Linked DNA regions of Ovis aries: region 2 is linked to region 1. Evidence: chromatin contacts called from public Hi-C data. All regions are on one chromosome and are shown on one strand. The core of a region is the stretch at or near the end of the contact, and the rest is flanking DNA. Distances in the headings are between cores, read along the strand shown.

Region 1 (6,529 bases), core at 3,829-6,328:
AACTTGGCTAATCCTTTAAGATCCCAGATCATGATTGAAACTGTGTTAGCCACTCCTGCCCAACTCTTTGTGACCCCCATGGATTGCAGCCCACTAGGCTCCTCTGTCCATGGGATTCTCCAGGCAAGAATGCTGGAGAGGGTTGCCATTCCCTTCTCCAGGGGATCTTCCTGACCCAGGGATTGAACCCAGGTCTCCTGCATTGCAGGCGGGATTCTTTACCAGCTGAGCCACCAGGGAAGCCTGATTCAAGCACATGTATTGCACTATTTATCCAAGAGTTGATCCAGTCCTCTTTCTACCCATGCCTTCCACCTCTCATGTAATGAATATATAAATTTTCAAATGCTTTTGGTCTGCATTTTTATAAATTCACATAGAGAAAGATGCCGAAATTCTAAGTGTACAATTTAGCAAATTATCAGCAGCCCACGACTCCTATAATTATCGTTCAGTTGCCATGCCCTCCACCAGGGGATCTTCCTGATCTAGGGATCTGAGGCATGGATTCTTTACTGGCTGAGCCACCTGGGAGCCCTTGGTAAGTTCTTGCAGGACGCTACATGGTTGTAACTTCCAGCTGAGGCCCAGAAGTCCATGGAGGCTGTATTCCTCAGTAATGAGCACAAAACCAGTTACATGACTCTCAAAACTGGGAGCCACTTGAGAGTCTAGAAGGACTGAGCTACTGGATATCAGAGATCTGTAAAGAAGGTCTCTTTGGAGAAGACTGAGCTGACAGTACCCACACCCACCCAAGAAGGGGGAAGTGCAGCTGCTGCTTCCTTCCTTTCATCAAGAGAGACAGGCTTCCAAGAGACCATGTGGCGTGCTTGACATGAGTCCCTTGCCATAAAGGGGACCCAGTGGACTGACTGCTCAGGAAATCTTGAGCACAAGAAATCAAACTCTGGTAGGATTGTTTAATTAATGATCTATCCTTGGAAAAACTACCTAGACCAAGGACTAAGTTCAGCACAGTGCCTGGCACACACAGGGTGCTCTCTGTCCACCATAGTGGTCTTGGTGATTATTCTTGCCCATGGATGTGAGGCTTGGTAAAGGGGTAAACCCCTCCAGGAGAAGGTTTCACTGCTTCATGACTGCTTATTGGATAATCTGGGGCTGGGTCTTGGTTCTTGAACTTCCCTGGTGGCTCAGACGGTAAAGTGTCTGCCTGCAATGTGGGAGACCCAGGTTCGATCGTCAGGTCGAGACGATCCCCTGGAGAAGGAAATGGCAACCCACTCCAGTACTCTTGCTTGGAAAATTCCATGGATGGAGGAGACTGGTAGGCTATAGCCCATGGGGTTGCAAAGAGTCGGACATGACTGAGAGACTTCTCTCTCACTCTTTGTTAGTTCTCGGAGAGCTGTCATTACAAGCACAGCCGGGGCACTCTGTGAGATCTGAAGGGAACAGATCTAGACATCTCTTCAACAACCCATCTCTGCCTCTAAACATCCTCCCCCTCCATCTTTGTAAGTTCCATCATTCATCTTCCTTTGGGTATTACTCTAAAAGCTGCTCTTGACCGTAGAGGACACAGCACACTGACCTGCGGATGGGTTAGTGCCCTGGATTGCTCTGGGCTATGGATACCTGCCCAGAGCAGGTATTTTCTTTCGGGCTGCCTGGCACCTTACCTCCTTCCTTCCCATGGTGGGGGTGCCCCACCACGGGAACCTCAGTCGACAGGGCACAGGCAGGGCTGTGCTGGAGGGAGAGTCACCAGCCCACCAGAGCCGAGATTCCTAAACTCTCAGGAGTCTTTTGAGTGTTAAATAGTTGTCAGAAATCAGTCATGGTAGGAATTTTGACACCACAGAAGTCAGCAAGTTACCACAGATCAGAGTTTTTCCCACTGGAGAAGAGACTGTTAAAAATTTACCAACCCGTCGCTAGGCACTAAGTGCATCACCAAGGCTGAACCAGTTGATCCCATCTGAGGCTCTGAATCTGGAGAAAGTGACCTGAGATGAAAGCACAAGACAGAACCCCCTTCCTGCAGCAGCCTCTGGCCACAGCAGGAGCATCTTCTTGGAGGTGGCAGTGCTCAGGGAGCCCTGGCATGACCTAGCCCAGGTCTTCCTTCCGCCTGATTTCCTTCGTTTCTGCCCAACTTCCAAGCCTCTTTCCCCTGCCTTCCCATCAATTCCAAGAGTTTTCCTTTCCTGCTAAGTGAACCAGAGTCAGTTCCTCCCAAGGGGTCTGTCAGGTATAGATGGCTAATCATCTATACACAGAGGTCCTCAAAGGAGGAGAAGCAACTTTCATTTATGGAGTACCTACTGTGTGCCAAGCAGCAGCTATCTAACAACTAAAAATGCCATTAATTCTTCTGTGGATTGTTCCACTGTCATGAATTGATACTAATCTATTGATAAATATTCGAACTCCACAATGGGTAAAGTGCTGCAAAGAAACTATGGGATATACTGACAAAGCTGAACAATCTGTACCGCCCCTTCTGGAATTCACGGTTTAGCTGGTGACATTGGTATGTGCTCACGAGGCTGAATATCTGTCTGGACACAAGTTCTCACTTGTAAGGAGTATGGGGAGTTGTAACTTCCAATTCTGGGGATCAGGGGAGGCTTTCTGGAGAAAGTGGGGTTTGAGCAGAGCCTCCACCATGGCCACCTCTGTGTGTGTGTGTGAAGAATGTTATTTCCTTTATCCATTTCTTTTTTTTTTCCAAAAGTCAAATAGTTTTCTACTGGAAAATCCCATACATTCATTTCCAGAAAGGGTTCAGCAACATACAGAGGACATAACCTGTGAAGGGAGCCACCTGCAGCCCCACTAGCCCCAGGTGACCACACGGAGCAGTGCCACCAACGCCCTTCAGCCCAGCTGCACAACCCTGCTCTGCGTGCTGTTGTGCAACCAGCTGTTTTCACTCAACAATATGTCATGGACGTTTTTCCATGCCAATTAGTCCCAATCTGCATCATATTTAAGTGGCTGGAGAGTATTCCCTTATATGGATGTACTCTAAATTAATCAAATCCCCATTGATAAACATTCAGTGTTTCGGGCAAGGGCAGGGAGTCAGGAGCCCCATAGTCCAAGCACACATCTTGGCTCTGCCACTGACCAGCTGGCTGTTCTTGAGAGGAAAACTGACCTCTGACTGCAGGTTCCCTTTCTATAAAACAGGGGTATTAAGAATACCCACTGCAGGGAAGTGTCATGAGTAGGTATTTGTCAAACTTTGTAACAGTTTCCAGCACATAGTAGATGCTCAGTTAGAACCAACTGTTGTTGCCATCACATGGTGGGGTTGTGACCGCCATCACCTGTGCTGCCCTGCTTAATCACTCAGTCCTGTCTGACTCTTTGCAACCCCATGGCCTGCCAGGTTCTCAGTCCTGTCTGACTCTTTGCAACCCCATGGCCTGCCAGGTTCCTCTGTCCATGGGGATTCTCCAGACCAGGGGACCGTCCCAATCCAGGGATCGAACCCAGGTCTCCTTCATTGTAGGAGGAGTCTTTACATTCTGAGCCACCGAGGAAGCCCCTCCCCACCATTACCTACTTAGGATAAAACTTAGAAAGTGAAAGTCACTCATCATGTCCGACTCTTTGAAACCCCATGGACTATACAGTCCATGGAATTCTCCAGGCCAGAACCCTGGAGTGGGTAGCCATTCCCTTCTCCAGGGAATCTTCCCACCCCAGGGATCAAACCCAGGTCTCCCGAACTGCAGGCGGATTCTTTATCAGCTGAGCTACCCCACTACCTACTTAGGATAAAACTTATAAGAGGAATGAAACAGTTAAACGGTAAACATATTAAAATGCTAATAAGCATCACCCAATTGCCCTCCAGAAACGTCCCCAGCGTCGCAGGGGGACCTGGTGTTGGCAGGAGGCAGCGAGAGAGGCAGTCCCTGCCTCTGGGTCTGGAGCACTGTCACCCTCACGAGTCACCAGCAAACCAGCCGGTGAGGTCTCCCGACTCGCCCAGCCTTCTGGGTGGCATTCTGGAATACAAAGCAAGAGGAAAATTAACAGCAAGTCAGGTCAGACTCCCTTTGATTTCTAGAAGGAAAACTAGGGTTGAGGCCATATTCAAAAATATAGGTCAAATCTTGGTTTCTGTGGTTACCAAACACTGTCAGCCACCAATGACTCCCTCCCTCGGGGGCGATGCCAGGGTTCCGAGGCCTGGCAGCCGGACCCGGCTCCCCTCGGTCTACGCCCGCCGCCGGCGCAGGGGCCCGCCCGCTCCGAGCGCCGCGGGCCGGCCGGGGGGTCCGCGGGGAGCGCGGCGGGGGTGGGCGCGGGGGACCGCGGGGAGCGCGGCGGGGGCGGGCCCGGGGCGCCTGCCCTCCGCCGCTTGGGGCGGGGAGCGGCTCGGCGCGGCTGCGGCGGGGCTGGGCGCCCCCTCCCCGCCGGCCCGGCTCCGCGCGCCCCCGGGGCAGGGAGCGCGCCGCCCGGCCCGGGGCCGAGCCCGCCCGCCCGGGGAGGAGGGGCCGCCGCCGCGGGAACAATGCGGCCGGTGTTCGGCGGCCCGGCGGCCGCGTCCGCGGCCCCGCCCCTCCACGCCCCTCGGCCCAGCCGCCGCGGGCCCGGCGCAGAGGGAAGAGCCCCCTTATTTGGTCTTGGAAAGAAAGGGGAAAGGTTATCCCCAGATGCCTGCAGCGTTGGGTCATCGGCCCGCGGCCCTGGGCCCGCGCCCGGGAGCAGCGCCCGCTCCCGCCGGGAGGTGGCGGCGCCGCGCCGCGCCGGGCCGCCCGGTAAACAAGCCCGCGGCTCCGGGTGCCCCGGCCCGCGGCCTTTTGTGTGCGCTTCGGGGGCGGGGCGAGGATGACGGGGGGTGGGAAGGGGCGGGGCGAGGGGCGGGGCGAGGGGCGGGAGGGGCGGTGACTAGGGGGGGCGGGGCGGGGAGGTGGCTGTGGGGACCGGGAGGGGCGGTGACGGGGGGTGACCAGGGGGAGGGGGAGGTGACCGGGAGGGAGGGGGAGGTGACGGGAGGGAGGGGGTGACTGCGGGGAGGGGATGACCGGGTTGCGGTGACGGGGTGGCCGGCTCGACAAGGAGACAAAGCCCCTGTTTGCGGCGACCGTCACGCCCTCAGTGCCGGGGAGCGGGCCGCGGTCGCAGGGTGTGACTCGGCGGTGCGGAACCCTGGAGTGCACGAGGGGCGAGTGCACGAGGGGCGCGCGGTGGGGAGGCCGCCCGCTGCGGGGCCTCAGTGAGGCGCCCCCTCGGTCCCCACGGCCGCCCCTCAGGTGAGCTGTGCGCGCGGAGCCGGCCACCGCCTTCTCTTGGCCGCTGTGTGTTAGTCGCTCACTGGTGTCTGACTCTGTGACTCCGCGGGCTGTGGCCCGCCAGGCTCCTCTGTCCATGGGATTCTCCACACAAGAACACGGCCGTGGGTGGCCATGCCCTTCGCCACAGGAACTTCCCGACCCAGGGATCGAACCCGGCTTCCTTCATCGCAGGCAGATTCTCTGCCTTTTGAGCCGGGCGGAAGCCGAGGCCCGGAAGCGCTGGGCAGAGAAACCCGCGCTCGCTGACCCTAGTTGCTGACCCTCACACCACACCCGCAAGCCAGGACTCATCTCTCCGCTGTACACGTGGTTCTGAGAGGCGGGGGTCACGGCACAGCAGATGGCACAGCCGGGATTGGAACCCTTGTCCTCCACTCCAGAGCCAGAGCCGCCCTACAGTGAAGGGCGTTTCACCTCTCCAGAAAGAAACGGAACGTGTTCATCGCTCGGTCGTGACCGACTCTTTGGGACCCCATGGACTGTAGTACACCAGGCTCCTCTGTTCATAGGGATTCTCCAGGCAGGAATACTGGAGGGGGTAGCCTTTTCCTTCTCCAGGGGAACTTCCCAACCCAGGGATCGAACCCAGGTCCCCTGCATTGCAGGCAGATTCTTTGCCTCGTTCCAAATAAAGCTCCTGTAATATGTATCATTCTCCAGAGTTCTGTAAAAAGAACTGAAAGATTAACATGATTTGAATTTCTTCAGCAGAACAAAAGTAAAAGCCATCACCGTGCGTAGGTGGCTCTGGTGGGTGAACCTGCACCCCCAGCTGGGAAGGAGACCCAAGTGGGGAGCTGGAGCTTCTGCTTTTACTGCTTTGGGGGTGCACCATCCCGTGAGGTACCTGCTACTCCGCAGAGGGCTCCAAAGAGGGGCCCGCCAGGGGGGAAGCTGTTCTAACTTTTATTTTCTATTTTAGGCAAGTTGCAGGCAGCCCTTTTGTTTGGCTGAGGTCCCACAGGCTCCCCTCCTCTGCCCATTGTTCCATCTGCCTTCTGAGGATGGGAGTCGGGGGTGTGCCAATAATTTTCACTTAGGAGACCTGCTTCATGTTTCATCATCTGGAAAGAAATTAATTTTTCAAGCCACACAATTATAGGCAACTTTTTAAGGAGTTTCAAGAATGACAGTTTCATACTTAGATTAACTAATGCCAGATTTTCTTTAAAAAAAAAAAACAAAGCAAAACAAAATTTGTGTGAACAAAGTTAAATCCAAGAAATGTGGTTTTTCTCTATCTCATT
Region 2 (6,105 bases), core at 1,473-3,972, 130 kb after region 1:
TGTAGAATGTAATAATTGAAGAAAATACAAATCACCTTTTATGTGTAATCAAGGTAGAGCTGAAAGGCAATCTAAATTTTCATTCTCTTTGTCTAAATATTAAGGCATATAATTAAAAATCTAACTTAACTATCTAAAATAATTTAATCTTATTGACATCTTAGTACTTTAGGATAAAACAGCATTTTAAAAAATCACAGAGGAAAAGTCATTTTCTTAAAAAAAAATCCTACAATTTAAGTAACTGTATGCATTCCTCTTTATTCCATATACCTCTTATGTTCTCAGGGACAAATGAATGAATTTACTAATACTAAAACTATATTGTGTAGTATTTAAAGATTTTATATTAGCATCACTCCTTTAAAAACTCAACTCTAAACTTTTGTCTCAATTTAGATGTATTGTAAAATCCTGAATACTAAATATAATGAAGACAAGATATTGATATTCCTTTACATTTAATTGCAAAATGGATCTGTAGGCATCAAGACCAACTTCATGTACGGTATTGTCTGGAGAAATATTTTAAAATAAAATTTAAAAATATAAGTAGATCAAATTTTAATTATTCATATGGCAGTGCCTACTTTTAAAATGATACGTGCTAAGTTTCAATTTCTTTTTAAAGATTCTAATTTCCTTCTTTCTTTGTTAATGTCCAGGAATATCTAAAACTGGAACATTTTAAAATTAAGCTGAATTTCAGTTAAACAAAACAATCCCATATGAATGACTTAAGTAAGAAAAGATTTATTTCCTTCTATCCAACTGACTCACTGAATTGAGCTAAAAATTTCCAAGAGGCAAATGATGTAGGGAATAAATATAGGGGGGAAAGGGCTAGGTTTCCATTATAATAGCTTTTGATTTGTTTTCAGCTCTGAATTTAAAAAATTATTTACGAACGATGGGATGCATAATGTAACGTGGAAATCTTTTACAATTAGAGTAAAAAAGGAAACCTACTTTCCTTTAGAACAGATCCGATCTTACCAGACAGCTTGAGTATTTATGAGACAAACACTTCTACATCTCGACATCCACAACTCTTGTTAGCCATCTCCTTTTTATTTACTGTTGACATCAATTAGCCTGAGTCACGAAGCCGGACCACATTAAAGGCGACACGTGGTCCAATCACTATGTTTAAAAGTCCACGTATTTCAAACTCCTCTCTCTAGACCTCGCTGGGCTGTTTCCCGCTTTTAGGACCTGGTTCCCGCAGCATTTATTCATTAGATGGCAGTCCAGGGGCAGGCTCTCTTTGGGGAAACCCCTCCTCGGGCACCTTCAAGAAAACCACGGAGGAGACCGGGCGGGCGCTGGTTTCCAGTCCTGTACGCAGCGAAGGAGGGAAGAGAGACGCGCCCGGAAGGACGCGAGCAGGTGCGGGTGGGCTCCCGCAGTGGCGGCTCGGCGATCCGGGCGCGGCGCGTCGCGGCGAGAGCCCGGCCGGGAGACTTCGGCCCCAGGCCGCGAGCGCATCCTCCGGGGGCCCCCCCGGCACGCCCCCTTGGCCTCCGGGGGCCCCCGCAGCCCCGCACCGAGCACGCGCCCTGGCCGCCGCCCGCAGCCGCCCACGTGGTGGGGCCGGGAGAGAAGCGAGTCAGCGAGCCGCTCCCCGGACCCGCCGCGGGTCTCCGGTGCCGGGCCCGCGCAACCCAGCTCGGCCGGCCCCCGGCCCGGGCCCCCAGATTTCCTCTCCCGGAGGGAGGGGACACTCGGCGGGCCGGCCCTCCCCGCGCCCGCCGCGCCCCCTGGCGGCTGCGGCGGGGACGCGCCCAGGGCGCGCGGGGCGGCCCGTCTGGGCCCCCCTACGCCCGCTCCGGGCCCCCGCGGGCAGTCTCCCCGGGCTCCGGGGCCCGAGCCGCGCCCTTCTCCCTGGCTGCCCGCGAGTCCCGGGACTGTGGGCTCCCCTGGGGCGACGCCGCGGCCGTCCCGGCCTTGCGCCAAAGTGCCCGCTTAGTAGCCTGGTTTGGGGTGTGTGGGGGGGGCGTCTCCTTTCTCCCAGGTATGCCCCTCCCGCCATATTCGAGCTTTCCAGCCGGCTGCGAAAAAATGCCGCATGCACGCACTTATTTATTTATTTTGCAACAGCTGCAAGACACAATGAAGCTTTTCAAGAACCGGGGCAACGCGCGCTCCAGCCGCGCTGTTGTTGTTTTCAATGAACCTCTCGGGCCTCGCGCTCCCCGCCCAGCCCGGCCCAGCCCCTCCCCCGCTCCCCAGCCCGCTCCTCTGCCGGGCAGGGCCCGGCGCCGGGGGCATTGTTTTTGGAGTCTTGCGGGAGGGGCGCGCGCGTGCAGGCTGGCCGGCGCAGTGCGGTGGGGGTGAGCGCAGGGGCGCGCGCGCGCGGGAGCCGGTGCGCGCGGGCGGGGCGCGGGGGCGGCGCCTTGCCGCCTAGCCGCCCGCGCCGGGGCTCCGCTCCGCACGTCCCTGCGTTCCTGGGCTCCAGCTCTTGGCGCGCGCCGGCCGGGGCCCGGCCCTCCGCGCGCCGGGGCTGCGGCTGTGGCCGCTCCAGTGCGCGCGCGCGCGTGTGAGTGTGTGTGCGCGGCCCCGAGCGCACGCGCGCGTCGGGCCCCAGTGTGTGGCAGCGGCGGCGGCAGCGGCGCGGCGGGGCTGAGGCTCTTGTTTACCAGCATTAACTCCGCTGAGCGGAAAAAAAAAAAAAGGGGGGGGAGGGAAAAAAAAAAAAAACCCGAGGAGGAGCGAGCGCACCAGGCGAACTCGAGCGGCGGGCGAGGGAGAGGGACGCCACCGGGGAGCCTGGCCCCGGCGCGCCCGTGCCTGGAGCTTGCAGACCCCCGGGCCCTCCACGCCCCTCCCGCGCGAGGGGAGCTCCGCGGCGCGCCGCGGCTCTGACCTTCAGCGAGCCGGAGCCCCCGCGCCGAGCCGGCGGCGGGCGGGGGCCGGCGCGGGGCGGGCGGCGGGAGCGCTGAGCGCGGCCGGCCCGCCGCTTTGTGTGTGTCCTGGATTTGGGAAGGAGCTCGCGGCGGCGGCGGCGGCGGCGAGCGGAGCCCGGCGGAGGAGGAGCAGCAGCAGGAGGAGGGGAGCGGCTCATTCATTTTTCCTCCGCATTTCTGCCCCCGGCCGGCCTCCCCCGCGACCCGGGCTCCGGGGCAGTCTTGCGAACTGCGTCGCGCCCTCCCGCCGCGGAGGCTCGGGCGTCGGGCCGCCTCCCCCTCTGTCTGGGGTCGGGTTGGTTTGGCTTCGCCAAGACGGATCCGGGCTTGGCCCCCTTCTCTTCGCAGTTTTTCCTCCCTCCTGCCTCTCTGGGTTTGAAAATGGAGGCCGACGACGCAGACAGCCCGCCCCGGCGCGCCCCGGGTTCCCGACTCGGCCGAGCGCTGGGCCGCGGCTGCCGGCGCTGAGGGCCGCCCGCCGCCACCGCCCGCCCCGTCCGCGCCTCCCCGCGGACCCCCGGCCGGCGCCGCCTCGGGGAGTGGTGTCGCCTTCGCCCTTGCTTTTGGAGGTGGGCGGGAGACCAAGACTCGGAGACTTTTTCTTTTCCTCCTCCACCCCCCCCTTTTTTTTTTGAGAAAGGGGAATTTCGTCCCAAATAAAAGGAATGAAGTCTAGCTCCGGAGGAGGGTCCCCGACCTCGCTGTGGGGACTCCTGTTTTTCGCCGCCGCGCTCTCGCTCTGGCCCACGAGTGGAGAAAGTGAGTATGTGCCCGCCGCCCGCGGCCACTGCGGGAACTTTTCCTCCGAGGGGCTGCGCCCTGTTCGCGAAACCCGAGTTGCCGCCGTCGCAGCTGTCGGGCTCCCGGGCCCCGGGGCCGCGGGGCGGGGCGCCGCGGGGCTCGGCCGCGAGGCCGACGGGGGAGCGCCCCGGGGCCCGGGTCGTTGGTTCGGAGGCCCGCGCGGCCCCGGGCTCGGCGCATCCCCGCGCGGGAAGGGCCTCGGGGGCTCTCCCTTCCGCCGTCCCGAGAGCCCTGCCCCGCGGCCCGGCTGTCTGGGCTGCGCTCCCTACTCGGTGGCCCGCGGCGGGGCCAGGCCCCGGGGCGCCAGCGGGGAAGTTCGCGCCCGGCCGCCCGCACCGCGCGCCCCTCCCGGCGCGGGGCCTCCCGACACGCGGCGCGCGGGCGGCGGTGACAGCTCGCGCGGCGCCCTGGCGGCTGGGGCAGGTTCGGTGCCCGGGGCGGGGGGGGGAGCGGGCAGCCCGCCGGTCCCGGGGCTGCAAGGTGCCCAGTGGGAGGTGCCCGGCGGGGAGGCCCCGCGGCCCCGGAATAGGTTTCCTTCCAGCGCGACCTCCTGTCGCTCGCCGCGCTTGGCCCCTGGGGCTCTTTGGGTTCCCTGTCGCTTTCGCCGGATCCGCGGCGGGTCGCCAGCCCTCCCGGCCTCCCGGGGCTTCTCAGTGCGGCTGGAGGGGCGGGGAGCGTTCCCACTTAGATCTCGCACCCCACGGTGCAGCCCCTGGAGCCCCTGGAAAAAGGCGAAGTCGGGAGCTCGTCGTCAGTCGGGCTGTTCCGGACAGCGCGTCCAGACCCCGAGTTCAGAGGGTTTGGGGGCCCCTTCTCCCCGTTTTATAGCGGCCCGTGGACGCTCTTTTCGTCCCGGCGGGGCTAGGGTTGGGAGGGCGGCCTCCGACTGTGCGGGAGTGGGTGTGTGGTCGGAGCCGACGTGCATTTTCACACACGTGCTCGCAGCCACACGGCCTCCCAGGGACACCGTGCCCCGGGGAGAGGTGGCCCGCGTCGCGGTTTCGGTCGCGCGGAGCCCCGCGGCGGTGGGCGTGCGGCCCAGGCCTGGGCTTCGTGTCCCGAGTTGTGTTGCGCGCCCCCCACCCCCCGCCCGCGCTTCCTCTGCAGAGAGTTAATAAGCAATATCGCTCCACGCGCTGCCGCTTGCAATCTGATAGCTTTTGTTTTGGTGGTGTCGGCTAGGGGTAGGGACGGGCAGGGAGGGAGGGAGAGAGAACTTAGGGCCCCGAGGTATGTGGAGCGGGGAGAGGAGGGGTTTCCATTTCTTCTCCAAACGGTAAAGGGAGGCTCTGCTGGTCCATTCGCGACGGCAGGGTATCTTGAGCACGACTATAAAGTTTAAATGCAGGCACAGAACTGGGGCTGGGAACGGCGAGGGCGTGTTGGTGAGTAATATTTGCCGAGTGTATGCAGGTGGTGCCAATTAACTTTGAAAAATCACGACTGCGCCTTGCGGAGTGAGGGGGAGAGTCAGGAGGCAGCGGGGGCTGCCTGGCCGCGTCTTAGGTGCAATTCGGAAAAAACTGTTCGTATAAACAAACCCTTCTTAAACGTTTTGTAAGAAATGCGTTCACGACGGAGTAGATTTTTACAGGATTAGCGTGTTTACTGCGTGGAGTAAGACTCGCCTTGAGTCCGGACCCTCCACAAATCTGAGCTCTCTTGCTCTTTGTTTCTGAAGTTTCCGCACGCTGGATTGGGCGAAAGGCTCTCGGCACCCTTCTAAGGCTCACAGATGGTGTTTGGGGGCACAGAGGGGGGCTTCTAGCCTTCGGAAGCTAAATATAGTTCAGGAGACACAGGAGAGTTAATCCATTTTATTACGGCATGTTGTTGAACTGTGTCGTGTCTATAGTTTTATTTAATGTTACTAAGTTCTGAAATTCACAACACCAGGGTTGGCCTTGCTACTCCCGATGCAGGACTCCGGGATTTTAAAATAGGATGTCTTGTTTGGAATTCTTGATGAAAAATATTCTTTGTGAAAGGTGTTTTGTTCTGTTTGTTTTTCTTGAGAAAACAGGCAGGAGAGGAAGGGGCGTTTTAACTACTTTTATAGTACAAGATGCCAAACTTTGCTCAAGGATCCTTGCAAATAGTTGGTTTCTGAAAACTTGATGGATGGCCAGAAGGTGCCCCATTCCTGATTATGGTTTGTTGAAGTTCTAACTCACAACCTGCCCCTCCCTATAGCTAGGAAGTTTTCAGGAGTAAATGGTATGCTCAGCATGCGTTCAGCTCTTAGTCCAAAAGGTGCTGGAACTCTTACTTCTGATAGAAATAAAACCATCGGCTCCTATCAAAGACAAGCATTGTTTTGACTGTCTAATATAATATAATAAAGATTGGGGTGCTGTTGATTAATAATGTGTTGCCCTGTTTAGGGATTAGTGTTTTC

Evidence for each region. A called contact is a pair of places that touch in the nucleus more often than the background predicts.
Region 2: a Hi-C map of muscle shows a contact between it and region 1, with 5 times the contacts expected there. The contact joins the promoter of IGF1R here to the enhancer-like site in region 1. A contact is called at or near these places in 15 of 16 Hi-C or Micro-C datasets (blood, hypothalamus, liver and 7 more).

Annotation. Positions count from the first base shown.
Region 1 is chr18:7,065,768-7,072,296 of ARS-UI_Ramb_v3.0, forward strand. No RefSeq gene overlaps it. Among named protein-coding and RNA genes, the nearest start is that of SYNM, 39 kb to the left of the region's middle. Within about 2 kb of position 5,079, at least 23 of the 54 cell types and tissues checked have an H3K27ac peak or open chromatin away from gene starts, as enhancers often do. A contact at or near this core is called in hypothalamus and liver, where this site is marked.
Region 2 is chr18:7,196,483-7,202,587 of ARS-UI_Ramb_v3.0, forward strand. IGF1R (insulin like growth factor 1 receptor) reads left to right here and starts at 2,723. Exons shown (of 21, transcript XM_027957015.2): 1 at 2,723-3,665. The coding sequence starts at 3,572.